2 separate regions of the Sus scrofa genome follow, and region 1 is linked to region 2. The links are chromatin contacts, called in public Hi-C maps. All regions are on one chromosome and are shown on one strand. The core of a region is the stretch at or near the end of the contact, and the rest is flanking DNA. Distances in the headings are between cores, read along the strand shown.

Region 1 (5,595 bases), core at 2,182-4,681, 310 kb before region 2:
GCAGGGATCAAACTCACATGCTCATGGACACTATGTTGCTTCTTAACCCACTGAGCTACAATGGGAACTCTGGGGGGTTTTTTGGGCCACACCCACGGCATGTGGGATTTCCCAGGCCAGGGATCAAACCAGAGCTACAAAAGTGACAACGCTGGATCCCTAACCACTAGACCACCAGGGAACTCTTCTTATCTGCTAGACTGGATGCTGTCCAATCCATGACTCATTGAATAAAGACAGTAGGATCTTTAAAATTCACTCAGTTGTGTTTATTTTTTTAACACTGCTATTCATATAAGCTCATGCAAATAGCTGTTCTAGAGAAGAGGTGCCTCTAACATGCCAGACAAATCTTACTCTCAGATACTGAACTAATACTTGGCGAGTGAACGAATCAATCTATACTATTTATGCTCCAACAGTTTTGAATCGCACACCCAGTCACACCTCTCTTAAACTCCTCTTCCAGGATCTAAATTTTCTTTCTTCTTCACCATGTAAATGGATTCTTCCAAGTGCCATAAATCCCTCCTGGGACACAGTGGCCTTCATTGAGGATTCCAGGGGCAGACAGAGCCTGGCTCTACCAAAGGCGGAATGATATGCTTTGTTTTGTGTCGACATATATTTTCAGAGATTTGCTTCTTTTCTGTCACCTAATACAACCTGGCAAAATTTTCGTTCAATCATTTAACAAAAATATGTTGAGAATTCACTCTGTGCTGATTAACACGCTAGAGGCTGGTGAACAAAACATAGCACAATCTCAGCCCTTGAAAGATTATGCAGGAGTTCCCGCTGTGGTTCAGTGGGTTAAGGATCAAGCATTGTCTCTTCATCAGCATGGGTTCAATTCCCAGCCTGGTGCAATGGGTTAAGGATATGGCACTGCCATCGCTGAGGCATAGGTTGCAGCTGTGGCTTGAATTCTATCTCTGGCCCAGGCAGGGACAGGAGCTAAGGAGGCACATGGGAAAGTCTTTGTTTTTTAAAGCATTTTCTTTTGGAAACTTCCAAAGGTATGCAAATGTTAAGAGCACAATGGACCCTCGTGTGTCCCTCACCCAACTTCAACAATTATCAGGACAGGGAACTCTATCCAATCTCCTGGCATAGAACATGATGGAAGATAATACGAGAAAAAGAATGCATATATTTGTATGACTGGGTCACTTTGCTGTACAGCAGAAATGGACAGACCATTATAAATCAACTATAATAAAAAATTAAAAAAACCCAATTATCAATATATGGCCACTCTTATCGCATCTACTTCCTGATTCCACTTTTTTCCTTCAGCATTTTAATACCAGACCCAGCTGTCACATCCTTTCTCCCATTTCAGATTTCTGCTTGCAGCTCTAACAGGTAGGGCATGCCCAAACCCATCTCAAAGTCGGCAGGAAGGCTTCCTGGAGGCAGCAGCATCTAAACTGAGGCCTGGAGAAGGAGGATGATTAGCAGCCAGGTAAAAGTGACAGGGGAGGAGGAGGAGAGCAAGAAGGGGGAAATGGGAGTTCCCGTCGTGGCGCAGTGGTTAACAAATCCGACTAGGAACCATGAGGTTGCGGGTTTGATCCCTGGCCTTGCTCAGTGGGTTAAGGATCCGGCGTTGGCATGAGCTGTGGTGTAGGCCACAGACGTGGCTCGGATCCCGCGTTGCTGTGGCTCTGGCATAGGCTGATGGCTACAGCTCTGATTCGACCCCTAGCCTGGGAACCTCCATATGCCACGGGAGCGGCCCAAGAAATGGCAAAAAGACAAAAAAAAAAAAAAAAAAAAAAAAAGAAGGGGGAAATGTTTTAGGCTAAAGGAAGAGTTTGTGCAGAGGTCAAAGGAGAGTGGAACATGACAGGTTTAGCTCTTTGTCACTCACCAGTGGTTTGTGGACTAGCGGAACTGGCAGCATGTGGGAGCTTGTTAGAATTTTAGAAGCCAGAGCCCCACCCCTGGTTTAGTAACATCAGAATCTGCAAAATCCCCAGGCGACATCCAGGTCCGAGAGGTAGTGGGTTGGGGGACAGCCTAAGGGTCAGTGCGGCTGGAAATAAGAACGGCATCGAGAAAGGGGCAAAGCTTAGGAAGGGCCGTAAAGCTAAGACAAAGGCTGGGGCTTTACCCTGACGCCAGGGGGGAGCCACTGTCTGTGTCGATCAGGGGGTGATGCCATCAGATTGGCCTTTTAGGCAGCAAATCTGTGGATGGAGGTGGGAGAGGTAAGGGCCTCGGAAACCAGTTAAGCTTTTGTTCCCTTAGAAGCTCCAGGGTGCCACGGGCTGGGCATGGACCCTGGAGCCCTGCAGTCCTGCCTGTGTTGTATTTTCACCGTAATGTTCAAACCTCAGCCTGGCTTCTGACAAACAAGTGGCTTTAACTGGAGACACAGCTATTTCTCTTCTCTGAGCCTCTCTTTCCTCATCTGTGCCAAGCATGGCAACCCCTGTTTATGGGACCTTGATCACAGGGTCAGTGAAGAGTGAATGTCTAGAATGGAATTCAAATGGCATCAGAAAGGCTACCACTGCCTGGCTCGGGACCCACCCCTCCCTGAGCCCAGATAGAAAGCCCAGTGGGCAGGGAGAGAGTAGAATTGGGGCTGGGGGCTCCACTTCTAGAGAAGTCAATTCAGCGCTCCCCACACCCTAGAACCTTCGCTGAGCAGCAGCTGCCCTGGCCAGTCCTCCACGCCTGTTCTCATATTTGCCTGCCCGCCGGGCTCAGGCCACTTCTCCCACCTGTAGTGCAGGTGTGTGGGCTTCTGTTTACTCTTCAGTACTAAGTGCCACTATGTTCGGGATTCTCCTCCCCTCAGCCTCTCAAAATCCTTCCTGTTCTTTGAGCTGATGCCCACCCCCTCGGTGGCACCTCTCCTGCTCAGGTTGAGCTCAAATGGCCAGTGAAGCTAGACCCCAATAATGATAGCAGAGTTGAGTGTCTGCTGGGGACACGGCACCAGAGGAAACCAGTCAGCAGGCCACAGAGGGCCAGGTCCTCCCCCTCCCGGGGGTCCTATGCTGTGAGTGGAGGCTAAGCTCAGCCCATCAGGGGGGCACCTGAAGGAGTCATGTGCCTGAGGCCAAAGGGCCAAGGTGCCTGACTCTTTCCCGCTTTCCTGGAGCTGCACCTCCACCAGAGGCCACACGGGGTCAGTGTCCTTTCACGCTTGGGTTGGCACAGCTGGATGGGGCCTGCCTGGGACCCCACAGCTCTCCGCAGGGTCCTTGCTGCAGAAAGTGCTGACCGATTGTGACTAAAACGTCCCTAAGGCTTGGAGCAAGGTGGCCAAGGACTCAATGGTCCGGGCGAGGAAGAGGAGCAGCGGATTACGCCCACAGTTCTGTTTCACAGACAGGAGCCACGGGGCCCGGCTCAGGGGCCTGGCTCAGGCGCCCTGTCTAGGCTGGCTCTGTGCTCTGACCAATGTAAAAAGAGTAGGCACTCAGGTGGGCTGACATGGGGTGGGCAGGAAGGTGCCAGAATGGAGAAGAAGCCTGAATCATGCAGGTTTAGGAAGATGGAGTGTCAGCAGCAAACCACCTCTGCTGGTCTATTTTTTTTTTTTTATAAAAAAACTCAAGTATAGTTGATTTACAATGTTGTGCCAATTTCTGCTGTACACAAAGTTACCCAGTCATATATGTATATGTATGTGTGTTTGTATATATATGTGTGAATATATATGTATGTGTGTACATGTGTGTATACATGTGTGTGTATATGTGTGTATACGTGTGCATATATGTGTGTGTATATATGTGCGTATGTGTGTGAGAATGTGTGTGTATATGTGTATATGTGTGCAAATGTGTATGTGTGTGTGTATACGTGTATGTATTGTGTATGTGTGTATATGTGGATGTATATGTGTGTATACATGTGTGTATGTGTGTGTATATACGTGTGTGTGTGTGTACAGTTTGTGTATATGTGTATGTGTGTGTGTATATATGTATGTGTGTGTACAGTTTGTGTGTGTGTGTATATATGTGTGTGTATACAATTTATGTGTATATGTGTGTGTGTATACAGTTTGTGTATATGTGTGTGTGTGTATATACACATATACACACACACACACACATACACACACATTCCCTTTCTTACACTGTTGCTGGTCCTATTTTTAACAACTACAGTCCACCTTGGCTCAGGGAGAGCTGGTGGTTGGGGTCTCAGACCAAAGCCACAACTCCCGGGAAGGGGCTCCTCCACGCCAGGGGGATGGCGTGTACGGACACAAGGGCCAACCGCCCTGCCAGACAGGGCTCTCTGAGGGCAAGTCCCCAGAGGCCTAAGCCAGCAGAGGCATATGTCACCGGCTGGCAGAACCTCCTGCTCCCCAGAGGGATGCGGGTTCCTTGGCCTCGAGTGGGGATGGCTCCCTTGGCCTAGGAGATGAAGGCCAGGAAGGAGACTTGGGGGGAGGTGTGGGCTGGGGGCCCCAGGGAACTCTGAGGGACATGCCTGGCCCCAAACCTGGCCCCAGGCCCAGATCTCGGCTTTGTGGGGTCGCAAACTTTTACCATGAGGGGGTCGCTTTAAGAAAAATAATGTGAAGTTTCAAACCCAAAAATGAATATCAAAATATTTACCTAGAATGAAAAAATAGATCCCATCAAATCGCAAGTTTTAAAGTGCTGAAAAATCGCACAACTAGTAGAAAACCCAGAAAAATAACCTTTTTGTTAAGTGCCCACTACACAACGCTACAATATTTTTCCAGGTGTTTTTGGCTGCACACGCTGATGACTACTTCACTGGACAACGATTTTGTCCCATGATTTTCTACACAAAGAATAAAGAGAGAATTCCGTCTTTACTATGGTTGGTCAAAAATTCATATAATATTGCTACAGGCTTTTGCCTACAAACTCAGGAATTTATGCATTCTGTCACCCCCAACAAAGCGAGAAAACATATGGTCTGCTTATAAGTGTACCTGCTGCTCAAGTAAGTATATTCCTGACAAGAGAAGACCTCTTGGCAGAAGAAAACTTTGACGAGACATCAGTGAGAACCAGACGCTACCTTGTGACAGCGTGGGGACTTTTCCACAAACTACCTTCTGATTCTGCACATTCGGACCCTTGTTCCTCTCACCCATCTCCTGAGGGCAGAGGCTGGGTGTTATTTACCCACATGTTCCTGTGCCTGGCACACGGCTTGGTACACGGCGCTCAACGAATGAGGATATGGAGGAGCAGAGTGGGGCTGGGTGGTCCCTGCTCCCAGGTGGCCGACCCCTGAGGGCAGAGAAGAAAGGCCGCCCTGTGCCCGAGGGGCCAGGAGACTGCCCGTAGCAGGTGACAACCAGGTAACAGGCCAAACCCGCCACCTTCCCTCCCTTGGCCACTTTCTCATCTATGACACAATTTTGAAAAGGTTCTTTTTTGGTTTTGTTTTCTTTTCTTTTTATGGCCGCACCCGAGGCATATGGGAGTTCTCAGGCTAGGCGTTGAATCAGGTCTATGCCACAGCCACAGCCACACCAGATCCAAGCCGCATCTGTCATGCCAGAGCTTAACCCACTAGGATCCTGAAGCCTCTGAGTGAGGACAGGGATCAAACCCACATTCTCACGGACACTATGTTGGG
Region 2 (5,268 bases), core at 251-2,750:
TAATTTACTTACAACAGAATGCATCATTTTAAGTGTTCCGTTCAATGAATTTTGGCAAAAGCATGTCCATAGGTAACCACTCCCACAATCAAGATAGAGAAATTCCATTACCCGCCAAAAGTTCCCATGTTTTATTTGTTGTTGTTGTTTTGCTTGTTCGTTTGTTTTTGTCTTTTTAGGGCTGCACCTGTGGCACATGGACGTTCCCAGGCTAGGAGTCGAATCGGAGCTGTAGCTGCTGGACTATACCACAGCCACAGCAAAGCCAGACCCAAGTGGGGTCTGTGACCTACACCGCAGCTCATGGCAATTCCGGATCCTTAACCCACTGAGCGAAGCCAGGGATCAACCCCTTGTCCTTACAGATACTAGCTGGGTTTGTTGCCATTAAGCCACAACGGGAACTCCCTTTATGTATTTTTGTAGTTGTCTCCCCTCTCACAGTCCACTCCCAACCCCCCCAACTTCAAGTAATCACTGAATCTTTTAATTTTATTTATTTATATCTCACCTCTTTGCAAGAGAATTTTAAAATGAACTTAAAAGGGAATAAATACATTAAAATCAATAAAAGAGGGGGAATAAAGAGGAGAAAGCAAGATTAAAAGGCGCAAGGCAGATGTCTCAACCATACAGGTGGGTAAAGCATTGTCTGTGATGGAGCTTGAAGGCTGAGGCTTCCTTATAGCCAAGACTCAGAGGGTTAAGTGGTACTTCAATTATTATCTGAGAGGGAGAAGCCCTGCCTTCATCTCAGGGGAGGCAAACTTTCCCTAGCACAAAGATCTGAGATATTTGTCTCGGGTTATCACATAGAAGTTGTTGGAGGATGCTCTGAAGTGTATCATCAATGAGAGTTTCATAGCAAACGCAGTTGGAAGAGTCACTTGTCTATTTCATTCAGTTAACCTTCCAGAAACATTCCTATAGCAAATACTAAAGTATCTGCCCTAAATAAAATGATCTCACTGGGTTTTTCAGAAAAGTGGGATAGCAAACAATTCAAAATCATCTTCTCTAGTGAGATCTGAAAATCAGGAATCCCTCACTGTCCTTATGAGCAACGTATTTGCTTTGAAACCCAGGTGGGCAAGTGGGAGGGTTCACGCTCAGTCGTGAAACTTTAAAGGGCTCGGGCAGGATCCCTGTTTGGATCAAAGGCTTCCCCATCCCTGCTTGGAGCTGCGCTGTGAGTGGGGGATATGCCTGAAAAGAAGCCAGGATTTTCTGAAGGAATACGTTTTGGAGCTGGGCCAACGTGAGCCAGAGCTCCTCTGCTGAGATGCCAAACGTCTATGTAGCAAAATGTTCAAACACTTGAACATGAAAGATATTGTGGGCAAGTGTCGACAGCTTCTCACTGCAGCCATAGAAATTGTTCTGTAATGTCCTTGGAAGACTGCGTTCTAAGCCACCGCATCCTTGGCTGTTGATGGGTTAGAGAGCCCTGAAGTTAATATCCTCTTTCCTGCTGGGTTGTGAATCCATTGAGAGATGAGACAAAGACGTAAAGCAGCTGTGAGTGAAAGTAATGTGTTTTGGGGAAATGTAGCTGGTGTCAGTGGGCAAGTGAGCTTCCCAGGTCTGAGCCCCAGAATCAGGCAGCCTCTCCATCACAGGCAGTACCCAGCCAGTGCTGGCTTCTGTAAGAAGTGGGACAAGGAAAAACTGAAAGCATGTGGTCCCTAATGGAAACTTACTGCCAAGAGGGGGAGGGAGAGAGAGGAAGGGGCTAGGCACCAACCCCTCCATTCATCCTCCAAACTCACCAGCCAGGAGCATTGCTCCCTGTCTCTGGGCTACCAACTCATTTGTCTCCCGGGACAAATGAGACATAAAGTATCCCAGAAGGGTTTGAAGGCGTGTTGTGAACTTGCTTGATATCAACCATTTATTTATTTATTTATTTATTTATTTATTTTTGTCTTTTTGCTATTTCTTGGGCCGCCCCTGCGGCATATGGAGGTTCCCAAGCTAGGGGTCGAATCGGAGCCATAGCCACCGGCCTATGCCAGAGCCACAGCAACGCAGGATCTGAGCCGTGTCTGCAACCTACACCACAGCTCACGGCAACGCCGGATCGTTAACCCACTGAGCAAGGGCAGGGATCGAACCCGCAACCTCATGGTTCCTAGTCAGATTCGTTAACCACTGTGCCACAACGGGAACTCCGATATCAACCATTTAAATGTTGGGGGCTGCCTGCTCAAGACAGCAGTCTTTGTATAACACCTCTGCTGGTTGAGGTTAAACCGTTCTTTCTGAAAATGGACAGATAATTGCACTATTTTCTTTCTACTTTCTGATAAGAAGACTATACCAGCAGTTAAATTGGGCCGGGGTGTGTGTCTCTGTTACCTAAAAGTGGTATTACCCATTAAGATCTATACTTGGAGTTCCCTGGTGGCTTAGCAGGTTAGGGATCTTGTGTGGTCACTGCTATGGCAAAGGTTCAATCCCTGTCCTGGGACATTTTGCCTGCCATGAGTGAGGCCAAAGGAAAAAAACCCCAAACACAAGGTCTATACTAAAAGAAAGAGGAAGAGGGGGACCCCAATGCACCCTCTTTTAATACTACTTCTCACTTGGTCTTTCAAGGTCATTCTTGCTACTCCTTGATCCAGGGGCTAGTATTTAAAACAGGATTTTGCTAAAGCATTAAGAATAGTGATCCTGATATGCGTGTGTTGCCAGATCTGCAGTTGGTTCTGCTCAGTGGAGTGATGGTAAATGCAAAAAAATAAAAATAAAAATAAATAAAAATTTAAAAATTTAAAAAGATCCCTAAAATAAAGAAATTCTGACATACAGCATTTTCTATTTTCCACTTTCTGTGGGGTAAATACTCCCTTCATGGCTGGTTTCAAGCTACTGACACCATCATTACCCAACACGGAGGAGGGAAGAGGGACATGGCAGCATTTATGGTTTTTCCACCAAATCGATACAATAGATCTAATTAATCTCGAGAGAAAATTCTATATTCGTTTTAAACTAATTAGAAAGTGATACATTTTGAATATTTATTACATTTGTCTTTAATATAATTTATTTAATTGTACATTTTTTATACTTAACCTCTAATAATGGTTGCTTTGAACAAATCAGCTCAAAGAATTCCTGAAATATAAGGATCGCCTCTTGTGAGCTGGTACAAGTCAGCTCCAGTACATCCCTGGCTCTGAGGAACATAATTAAAAGCCAAGAAAAGATCAGCATCACTACGAGGGGAAAAAGTACTAATCAATGGTCCATTGTGAAGAGTCTACGTTGAACAGGTCCCCACCTCGGACATTTGTTAGGAAAAGAGTTTAATGTTTTGATGGGCTACCCAGCAGCTTCAATGGGCCTGCAGTTTTGAGAGAACAGAGAGGATCTGTCCTTTGAAAAACATGGGCTAATTTCCACTGTCAGTCAACCTGGTGGGAGGAACAATTCAACAAGGGTTAGAGCCATCTGTTGGAAATCATTGACAGTTATGACGACAAATGGTTTGACATCTGACGTCAACTTGAGTCTTGAGCTTTCTGCAGTCTGCAGGGTTTCAGGAGAGGTGTGGCTGATGGGGCTGAGGATCTAATGGGCCACCCAGGGGGAGGCAAGAAGGGCCGAGGGAGGTGGGAGGGAGAGCAGGAGGAAAGGCAGGGGCAGAGCCGGAAGGGACCCTCTTCTACCTCAGGCCAGAGGCCAAAGGCAGAGAGCATCAGTAATCTCCCCATTAACAAAAATCTGGAAATGTTTCTATCTCATTTTAAAGTGACCTTTTTACCCTCAAGAGAGCCAGCAAATGGAGGTGATGGTGTCAGAACAGCAAACGAAAACTGATTTCTTCTTTAAAAAAAAAAAAAAAAAAAAAAAGATTATTTTATACCCACATGCAGAGTGGAAAGAGAAGTGTTTGGAGTCAGCACACCTCTGAGCAGTTTTGCCACGTCGGACAAATCATCAACCTCTGTTCCCTCCTCTGCAACATCAGGCAGGGCGGGCTCAACAGCATCCTGTGTTAGTGTCAGGGCAGCTGAGAGGGTGTGAGTGAAAGCACCTCACACGCTTGAAGGCACTAGCAACCCTTTAAAACCAGGATGCTGCCTTTGCACGTAGATTAAAAACATTTTTTTTTTCTTATCTTTTTAACATTTTTTCTTGCTGGAGTGTATTGGACTGTGAAACTAGAAACCTGCCTTGCAGCCCCTACCCTGTCAGCTCACTGCCCGCCCTGCAGAGACCAGCCAAGGTGCAGTTTCCTCATCTCCAAAATGGGAGGAGGATCTGTTAACATTCTAACACCGCCTTCCGTCTTGCCTTCAGCTGCTCTTACTAAAAAGCTTTATTTATGCTTTGACTTAAAAGCTAACCTCGAATTCTTTCCGCATCTGTGAAACCCCATGGCCTCTAAGAAGCCATCTTCGCAGGAGTAACATTCTATCTTTGTTTCCAGACCTTGACCGAGGCCAGAGAGGGTAATTCTGTTTTTCCCAGGTTGCCAAGTCAAACCAAGGAAAACAAACACAGCCGATCCCAAATCACAGTGGGTCGTGTATCCCTTGATATGGTAAAGACCCTGACAAGTGGCTCGGGGTTCTTCCATCAGTTTGGTCTGTTTGCTGAGTTCAAGGTCATTGTGAGTTCAGCAGAATGTCCTGCTGTTTTTCCAGCCTTTGGACAGCAAGAGAATGCAAAGCACATTTTGTAGTTAGGTTTGACACACGTAGGGTTCCAAGATAAATTCAATACATACGTTCTGATTCATTCACACTTTACCCACTAAATAACTATTTGATATCTAAGAAGGCTTCAGAATGTTAATGAAAAATCTCTTCAAAATATTCTTTCCTTTTGAACCCAGCAGGCATATTTTCCCAAGAATAAGAGTGAAAAATGGCCAGAAGAGTTTGTGGGTGTGTGAAACACTCCCCAAATATGTCTTTTCTCAACTTTAGGGTTCCTTTGAAATGTACAATGTACATAATAATAATTTTTTAAAAATCTGTACACTGTATCCACCATTTGGGTACAGTATCTGCTAGGAATTATGCTAAGCCCTTTACATACATTGTCACTAATATGTATAACAATATTTGAAGGTAGGTATTACTTCTCTCATTTATAGGCAGAGAAGTTGAGGCTCAGAAGCTTTTATGGCTTGCCCAAGGCCAGCGCTGACAAGCCACCATGCCAAGATTCTATTGAACTCTCTCTGTTTGAATCTTCTTAGTTAATTTTGTTCAATTCAGCAAATATTTATCAAGTGTCTCTATGTGCCAGGTG

Evidence for each region. A called contact is a pair of places that touch in the nucleus more often than the background predicts.
Region 1: a contact with region 2 is called in a Hi-C map of omental adipose tissue, with 1.7 times the contacts expected there. The contact joins two enhancer-like sites. A contact is called at or near these places in 6 of 47 Hi-C or Micro-C datasets (embryonic fibroblasts, epiblast stem cells, liver and 3 more).

What each region holds. Positions count from the first base shown.
Region 1 is chr9:120,780,762-120,786,356 of Sscrofa11.1, reverse strand. No RefSeq gene overlaps it. Among named protein-coding and RNA genes, the nearest start is that of FAM20B, 26 kb to the left of the region's middle. Within about 2 kb of position 3,431, at least 9 of the 83 cell types and tissues checked have an H3K27ac peak or open chromatin away from gene starts, as enhancers often do. A contact at or near this core is called in omental adipose tissue, where this site is marked.
Region 2 is chr9:120,465,758-120,471,025 of Sscrofa11.1, reverse strand. The region is part of intron 3 of LOC110255517 (a long non-coding RNA gene); the gene reads right to left. Among named protein-coding and RNA genes, the nearest start is that of RALGPS2, 94 kb to the left of the region's middle. Within about 2 kb of position 1,500, at least 1 of the 83 cell types and tissues checked has an H3K27ac peak or open chromatin away from gene starts, as enhancers often do. A contact at or near this core is called in omental adipose tissue, where this site is marked.